Linked DNA regions of Mus musculus: region 1 is linked to region 2. The links are chromatin contacts, called in public Hi-C maps. All regions are on one chromosome and are shown on one strand. The core of a region is the stretch at or near the end of the contact, and the rest is flanking DNA. Distances in the headings are between cores, read along the strand shown. Region 1 has its middle 16 kb from the start of Mul1. Region 2 holds the start of Ece1 (endothelin converting enzyme 1).

Region 1 (3,899 bases), core at 101-2,600, 560 kb after region 2:
CCACCCCTCCCCCACTTGACCCAGGTCTCACCCTGTAGCCCAGGCTGTCTCACATTTTCTGTAATCCTCCTGTTTTAGCCTTCTGATAGAAACTACTGGTATGTAATACCATACCTGGCTCTGCACAGTTGTGTTCTTTTAAAAAAGATGTATCATCTTGTTATTTGTGTGTGTGTCTGTCTGTCTGTGTGTGTGTGTGTGTATAGACTGTATGTGTGTGTGTGGTGCCTGCAGAGACTAATAGCAAGTGTCTTCCTTAGTTTTTCTACCTTACTTTATTTATTTATTTATTTATTTATTTATTTATTTAGTTAGTTAGTTAGTTAGTTAGTTAGTTAGTTAGTTTTTTTTTTTTTTGAGACAGGGTTTCTCTGTATAGCCCTGGCTGTCCTGGAACTCACTTTGAAGACCAGACTGGCCTTGAACTCAGAAATCCGCCTGCCTCTGCCTCCCAAGTGCTGGGATTAAAGGCATGCGCCACCACCACCCGGCTCTACCTTACTTCTTGAGACAGAGTCTCTCACTGTGCCTGATGCTCACTGACTGCTGTGTTCCGGGGTTCCACTTTCCACTTCTCCCTACCTTCTCAGTGCTTGCCCTAGTTAGGGATTTACTGCTGTGAACAGGCATCGTGACCAAGGCAACTCTTATAAAGGACAACATTTAGTTGGGTCTGACTTACAGATTTCAGAGGTTCGGTTCATTATCATCAAAGTGGGAACATGGCAGCATCCAGGCAGGTATGGTGCCGGGGGGAGCTGAGAGTTCTACATCTTCATCTTTATAAAGGAAGCCAAGGAGCAGACTGTCACTTCTGCACTGGGCAGAGCTTCAAAGCCCACTCTCACAGTGATACACTTCCTCCAACGAGGCCACACCCACTCCAACAAGGCCACACCTCCTAATAGTGCCACTCCCTGGATGCATATATAGATGCATACCAACATAGCTGGCTTTCGCATGGGTGCTGGGGATCTGAACTCAGGTAGTCATGCTTGTGGGCTGGTTCTTTCCTAAGTTATCTCCCTAACCTGAGGTGAGGGTAGGATCCAGTTCCCTAGGGACAAGGTCTTTCTATGTAGTTCTGGCTCTCCTAGAACTCTCTCTGCCTTTTCTTCCTGAGTGCTTGGGATTAAAGAAAGGCTTGTGTCACCACTGCCTGGCTCAGCCGTGTTCTTGATGGCAGAGTATAGGTTTTGTCTGTCCCCCTTATCTATGCCTTCGGGTGGTCCACACTAGCTGTGCAGTGAATATGGGTTTGGAATGAGCATCTAGCTCTCGGGCTGAGCTCTTTATACACCAGCCCCAGACACAGCAGCTGGTCGCTTGAAGCACCTGCCACCTGCTGTATGCTGGGCGGAGTCCACAGTGCACAGAGTAGCTTCCCAGAGGGCTTTGGGCTGCCCTTCAGCCTGGACTGGCTTTGGGAATAGCTTGGTTCACGTACTACTCAGTGAGCTTTGGTTTAATTCCTTGATGTGTATTGAATTCTCAGCGGAAGGCACGGTCCCGCCCCTCCACTCCAGGAGATGTCTAGAAAGAGCCTCCTTTCCCTCAGATTTGAACCAGAGATGTGTGTGTGTTCAGTCTGGAAAACATGGTATTTGTTGCCATAGCAACTGAACTTCTAAAACCATGGATGTCAAGTACCATGTGGATGCTGGTGCTCATAGCAACTGCCATTCTGCATTTGGGGGGCGGGGGGGGGAGGAGGAGAGAGTATGCCTTGCAGTCTTTCTGCCTGTGAGTTCGGCAGGGGAGAGAAGGGTGAGGTGGGCAGTCAGGATTCCTTCTAGAACAGGTACGACAGGGGTATTTTAGAAATAATGAGGTTCAAGGCTGGACCCCAGTGCAAAAGGAACTCTCAAGTTCACATGTCAGAGCTCCATACCCTTCCCCCAAGGTAGGAATCTGTTCCCCACCCCTCTCACCTCTGATACTGCTCAGATCTCTGGATGTTTGCAGAGATCCAGCAGAGACACACATGGGCATAGACAAATTGATAGGCAGACATAAGCGCCTGTGGGCCAAAGCTCTAACAAATGTAGCCATCACCATTCACCAGTCTTCCTGTTTATCACATCCTTGCTCCATGTGTATAAACATAATACTGAGTGCCTACTATGTGCCTGCACTCGGGCCTCAGGAGCAGAGTAGACACGATTTGCTTCAGGGTGAGCTCCATGCTCTCCAGCCCGGAGTCTTAGCAGATGATAAACAAACGAGTAGGTTGCACTGAAGGCTGAAAGAGTGGGGCGGGATCCGAGTATCTCGGGAAGGAAGGGGGTGATTAACTGGGGAGAAGCTGCTGGCAGGCGGCGGGAACCGAACCAAAGAATTCAGCCTCGGTCTAGTTTCTTTCGAGGAAAAGGTGGACCAAACCGTATTCATCCCCTGCAGTTGGAAAAGAGTCTCCATGAAGTCTCTCCAATGCATCGGGGACGGAGGCTTCTTCTGCTGCGCTGTTGCTGAAGTCAGGCTGTGTCTTGGGATCAGTATCTGCGCTTAATCAGGTGTTTCCCATCTCCAGCTGCACTCATTAGCAGTGTCACCTTTGAATCAGGAACAGCGGTGACTTCCCCTCTTCCTCCCAGACCTCAGAGCCTCCCATTTGCCTTTTACACCCCTGCCCATGTTTCCCTGAAGAAGTGTGGCCTTCCCCACCAAAGACAGGCTGTGGATCCAGTTAGAGGGACCCTGAGGGGTGGCGCCTGCCTTTGGTGATGTGTATGGATTCCGGAGCCACCATTTCCCAGCCATGGGGTCCTCTCTGAGCCCCAGCATCCTCATCTACAGGATTGTCATGCCACTTGCCTGCTGGGTAGGTTGCTCTTCAGTTCATCCAGTCACCAAGTGCACACTGAGCACCTACTATGTGCCAGGCGGGAGTCAAGAGTTGAGGATGTGACAGGGGGACAAAAAGTACGATCTGGTGGTCTCGATGCACTCACATCACCAGGGATAACCACTCGTTATCATCATTTGGATCTACAGCTTGCATGGTCATTGGTGCTCTGGAGACAGCTAAACAAGGACAGGGTGGGGAGAGCCAGCGTGGGTGCTGGTAGCCGAGGCCGGGTCCCTTTGGGAGCAATAACCAAGGCGACATGGCTCAGGGAAGAGGCTTCGTATTCTTGATTCTATCCTTAGGATTGGCAGGGTGTGTGAAATTCAGTAAGGAATCAAGAATAGCCCTCCCTCCCTCCCTTCTTCCCTCCCTCCCTCCCTCCCTCCCTCCCTTCTTCCCTTCATCCTCTGACACCCTCTGGTGGGGTCTCACTATATTAGCCTGGAACTTGCTTTGTAAATTAGGCTGGCTTCAGACTTACAGAGATCTTCCTGCTGCTGCCTCCCGAGGACTGGGATTAAAGGTGTGTATGATCATATCTGCTTTGCCCCTTTCTCCCTGTCTGTCTGTCTGTCTGTCTCTGTCTCTCTGTCTCTCTCTCTGTCTCTGTCTCTCTCTCTCAACTGGGATCTCATATATTAGGCTAGATCAGCTGGTCATTGAGCTCCAGGGACCTCCCTGTCTCCTCCCTCCCCAAAATGGGGGTTATAGGTGTGCTTTCTATGTGTCCGAATGACCCCTGGTCTTCATGTGGAATTTTACTGACCAAGCAACCTCCCCAGCCCCAAGAACCTCATTTAAAAACTTGTTTACCATCATTTATTTATGTTATGCGTTTGTGCATGCGGACTCTTGGTCATGGTACTAATGTGGGAGTCAGAGGACAGCTTTCTACTGTGTGGTTCCTGGGGACCAAACTCAGGTTATGAGGCTAAGTGAGGGCCAAGTGGAACCTCGCCACCAGACAGAAACTGGCAAGGTCGAGCATTAAGATTAAGAAATCCTGACAGTTCTCATAATTGAGAAGGGTAGGTGTTTGAATTTGTCCTGA
Region 2 (4,167 bases), core at 933-3,432:
ATGGGCTCTGACACGTCAGGCACAGTCATCCTTGAGGCCCACGCACGTACATATGACACCACACAGCCTGCCCTCTTGCTCATGAATCCCATGGCCGCCGCCAATGTACAAGCTCTGGGATACACCCCACCCACGAACCTGCACCTCCACAGTGGAAAACTTGATGCTGCCAAGTTTCAGGGGCTATAGAGCACTGTGCCCACTCCATGGGTCCCCTCCCCCACCCCACCAAGCTTCCACAGACACACATTGGAAGAGCAGACAGTCCCCCTGGCATCTAAATCCTCAGTCTGGTCTTTCTTTCCCTGGTGTAACAAGGGACACTCAGGGACAGGTCCTGGGAAAGGGTTCCTGCTTCCCTACTCTTCCCAAGCCTGCCACCATCTTCAGCCACTCTGCCCTCTCCTCCTCCTTCCCTCTTGATGGATGGTAGGCAAGACTACCCAGGCCTTCCCTCCCCTCCTTCCCCTCTCCCTCCCTCCTTTTTTTCTTCCTTCCATTCTCCTGAACCCCCATCTCACATCTTCTAGGATGTCTTTGCCCCTGAACATATATCTCACATCCCTTATACGTTAGTTTCTTTTCTTGGCATCATATAAATATAGGGAATGACCAAAGTCAAATAGGTGGGGCTTGGTGGGCACACCTGTAACCTCAAGCACTCCAGAGGCAGAGGTAGGATTGGGGTAGTGTGGGCTAGGTTATTGAGACCCATCTCTGTTTGGGTAGTGTGGGCCAGGTTATTGAGACCCATCTCTGTTTGTTTTTTGTGTTGGTTGGTTGGTTTGTCGAGACAGGGTTTCTCTGTGTAGCCCTGGCTGTCCTAGAACTTGCTCTGTACGCCAGGCTGTCCTCGAACTCAAGAGATCCTCCTGCTTCTGCTGCCTGATTAAAGGCGTGCGCCACCACCACTGTCTGGCAGTTTGTTTGTTTGTTTGTTTACCTACATGTATGTGTTTGTCTGGGGTGCAGTATGTGCACATGTGAATGCAGATGTTTGTAGACGCCAGCATAGGGCATTGGGTCCCTTGCAGCTGGAGTTACAGGTAGTTGTGAGCCAAATGATACCGGTGCTGGGATCCCCCCCCCGATTCCCCCCCCCATCACACCTGTGCAAAAGCAATACATGTTCTTAACCATTTGGCCATCTCTCCAGCCCCAAGACCTATCTTAAAAAACAAAAAACAAACCAGCCACACATTTACCACACAGGACACACTGACCTCTCTACTCACAAACTGAGCCACCTACAACGCTGTGGTAAATCTCTGCCGTGTGTGTGTGTGTGTGTGTGTGTGTGTGTGTGTGTGTGTGTGTGTGTGTCTCAAGCTGCATGCTCGAACACACATGTACACCAAACGGGATTCACTCACCGGCTACTCTTTCACAACAGGGGCACAAAGCCTCTTTCTACTACACCCACATGCGTGCCCAACAGGTCACAAATGCACGGCTCACCCAGTACGTACAGTTTCCTGGTCTTTCTTCCTCTGCACCTGCGCAGCGGGCATAAAGAGAAAGTTTCTCTACTGGAGGTCTAAGTGCCCCCGCCTACTGGGCCTTCATTCCATTCCATTTCTCTTTCCTTCTCCCCTCTCTGAATCGCGCGCCTGCGCTGGTGTACACACACACACACACACACACACACACACACACACACACACTAACAATCCCCAAATATAGTCTTCTATCTTTCCACATAAACACACAGGCATTCGAAACTCATCCCTTCCCCCCCTTTCTGTCTTCTCCTCTCTGCCCTTCTTCCTTCTTGCACACAAACACACCCCACAGCTGCAGTGCCCAGGGTCATACTACAGTGCAGGCACCAGGCAGGAGACAAAGGTCGCCTAGGCTCCCAGAACCCCAACTGGGCGCAGGTGGACCTGACACCGGCTCCGTCTGTCCCTCGAGAGGGTCCCGGCGAGGTGTAGATTAGGCACGCCAAGCTGGAGGTTCGGGCCCGCACCCCTGGACCCACCGGTATCCGGGGCAGCTAGAGTATCCAGCGCTCCAGCATGCCAAGGGTTAAGGAGCCCGCGGAGGTGTGGGGGGGAGTCTAACCGACGCTTCTGATTGGCTGTTTCTTCGGGGCCCGCAGCCCCCGCACTTCTGTATTGGTTCGCGGCGGGCCCCGCCCTCTGGCCTGGGCGCCCCAGCCTCGCGCGCCGCCCCGGCAGCTAGCCCTGAGGTTCGAGCGTAGAGCTCAGCCCAGCGCACTTGGAGCTGGAGCCTTAGCGGGAGGTGCATCCTAAGCCCGGCCGTTCGGAGCCCGGGAGCGACGGTGAGTACTCCCGCAGCCCGCTGTGGCTCCATGCAACCCCGACGGTCCCGACAGCGGGGCGGCGATGGCATCCTGGCTGGTTCCTGGCGAGCTGGGCGTCCCCTTTAGCTGAGGCCCGCGTCCCGCTGTTCACTGGCTTGGACCCGGACAGGAGTTGTGGGGGGTGTCCGGTTCGCGTGGACCTTGGTTCTGGGCTGCTGGGCTGCTCCTGGCGTGGAAGACTCGGGGTCGCGTGCTGGATTTTGGGGAAGAGTTGGTGAGATAGGTTTGGGGTGTGCAAGTCCCTGAGCTGAGCTTGGCTTGGCTTGACTTGGAGACCGTGGGCAGCTAGGCCAGGTCGATTCAGAGACGTCAAGGTTCAGCTGGACTTGAGCTCACACCCCGCATAGTCCGAGTGGCTTTGGGATTCGAGAACATCGTGGGAGACTAGGGCACTTTTCTCCTACACTGATCCTGCAGTGGCTGCCTGGCTCATGGGAAGGGGAGAGATAGCTCAGAGAGGAGGGGATAGTCTGAGGTTCTGAGGGTTATCTGGTGTTCCCAGCATCTCCCAGTAATGAATCCTCAGAGGAGGGCCCAAGTGCTGACTCCCGTGGTCCAAAGCACCACGGTAAAGGGGTCCTTGAGGAAGAGGGCTTCTTTGGGGGCTCAAGCCTCAAGCCTGATATCCATCTAATCCAGATCTGGCTGCTTTTGAGAGCTTCGGAGTGATGAGTTGACTCTCTGGCCTAGAGCCAAGGCCTCCGGTTACCTCTCCATCTCACCCAGGGCCATTTGCTTCTTCTCTCCCTGTGGACCTCTGATTGCCTCTCCTAGAGCCGAGCTCTTGGCGTGTGTACTGGACCCAGGACACCCTGTGTGGCCTGAGGAGATCTGCCTGGGTTCTCTGCCTTTTGGTCCTAGAGACTTGCCTACATCTGTGATGTCCCTTCCATGCCTGAGGGGTTCGCTGAGAAACAGAGGGGCATCATGGAGAGAGCTGAAGATGCTCCAGAGACAGCCTCAGGACCAACCCGTGCCTGGTCAGAAATTAAGTCTCCCTTAGACAGCCCTTTTCTCTCTTACCCACTGGCGTCTTTCCCCTGAGACATCATTGGTCTCTCTGGAGACCGATGACTTAATTCTCCCGCCCCCCCAAGGTGCCCAGAGATCATCTTGGACCCGACTTACCTCCCCCATTAAGAATCTCCCAAGAGCTGGACAGTGGTGGCGCTCACCTTTAATCCCAGCACTTATGAGGCAGAGGCAGGAGGATTTCTGAGTTCGAGGCCAGCCTGGTCTGCAGAGTGAGTTCCAAGACAGCCAGGCCTATACAGAGAAACCCTGTCGCGAACTCATGTCTAGTTTCATGGCCGGGGAATGTGTCACCTGTGGGCCAGCTGTTGCTTTAAAGCTTGAGGATGTGGGAGAGCTATAAAAGAGGGAGAGACTTTGAGGTCATACGTCCTCTCTTTAGACCCACCCTGGCCTGAGCCACTCGCAAAGAGGACCGTTTCCTCCTTACAAAGCACCAGAAAGTCTGGTGTGGTCCTGCATGTTCTGATTGCAGGGTTTTGGGGGGCTGAGGCAGGCAGATCTTGGTTCAAGGGCAGCCTGAGCTGGAATAAACCAACTAATTAACAACCCACCCTGCCCTGGGAACATTTAAAAAATTATCTTTTTAATTTGTGTGAGTGTTTGGCTTGCATGTGTGCCTGGTACCTGTGGAGGGCAGATGAGAGTGTTGGATCTCCTGTAGCTCGAATACTAGATCGTTGGTGCTTAGGACTGGTTCCAGGGCTCCTCTGTAAGAGCAACAACTGCTCTTAACTGGCTGAGCTATCTCTGACCTGAAAAGCTTCCTAGCCCATCAGAAAGACTTTAGACTTTGGTCCCAAATAGAT

The links. A called contact is a pair of places that touch in the nucleus more often than the background predicts.
Region 1: a contact with region 2 is called in a Hi-C map of embryonic stem cells, with 4 times the contacts expected there. The contact joins the enhancer-like site here to the promoter of Ece1 in region 2. A contact is called at or near these places in 3 of 39 promoter capture datasets (embryonic stem cells, hippocampal neurons and pre-B cells), 3 of 484 Hi-C or Micro-C datasets (all in embryonic stem cells) and 2 of 9 other capture datasets (embryonic stem cells and pancreatic islet).

What each region holds. Positions count from the first base shown.
Region 1 is chr4:138,417,196-138,421,094 of GRCm38.p6, forward strand. No RefSeq gene overlaps it. Among named protein-coding and RNA genes, the nearest start is that of Mul1, 16 kb to the right of the region's middle. Within about 2 kb of position 1,351, at least 10 of the 459 cell types and tissues checked have an H3K27ac peak or open chromatin away from gene starts, as enhancers often do. A contact at or near this core is called in embryonic stem cells, where this site is marked.
Region 2 is chr4:137,860,098-137,864,264 of GRCm38.p6, forward strand. Ece1 (endothelin converting enzyme 1) reads left to right here and starts at 2,183. Exons shown (of 19, transcript NM_001369179.1): 1 at 2,183-2,284.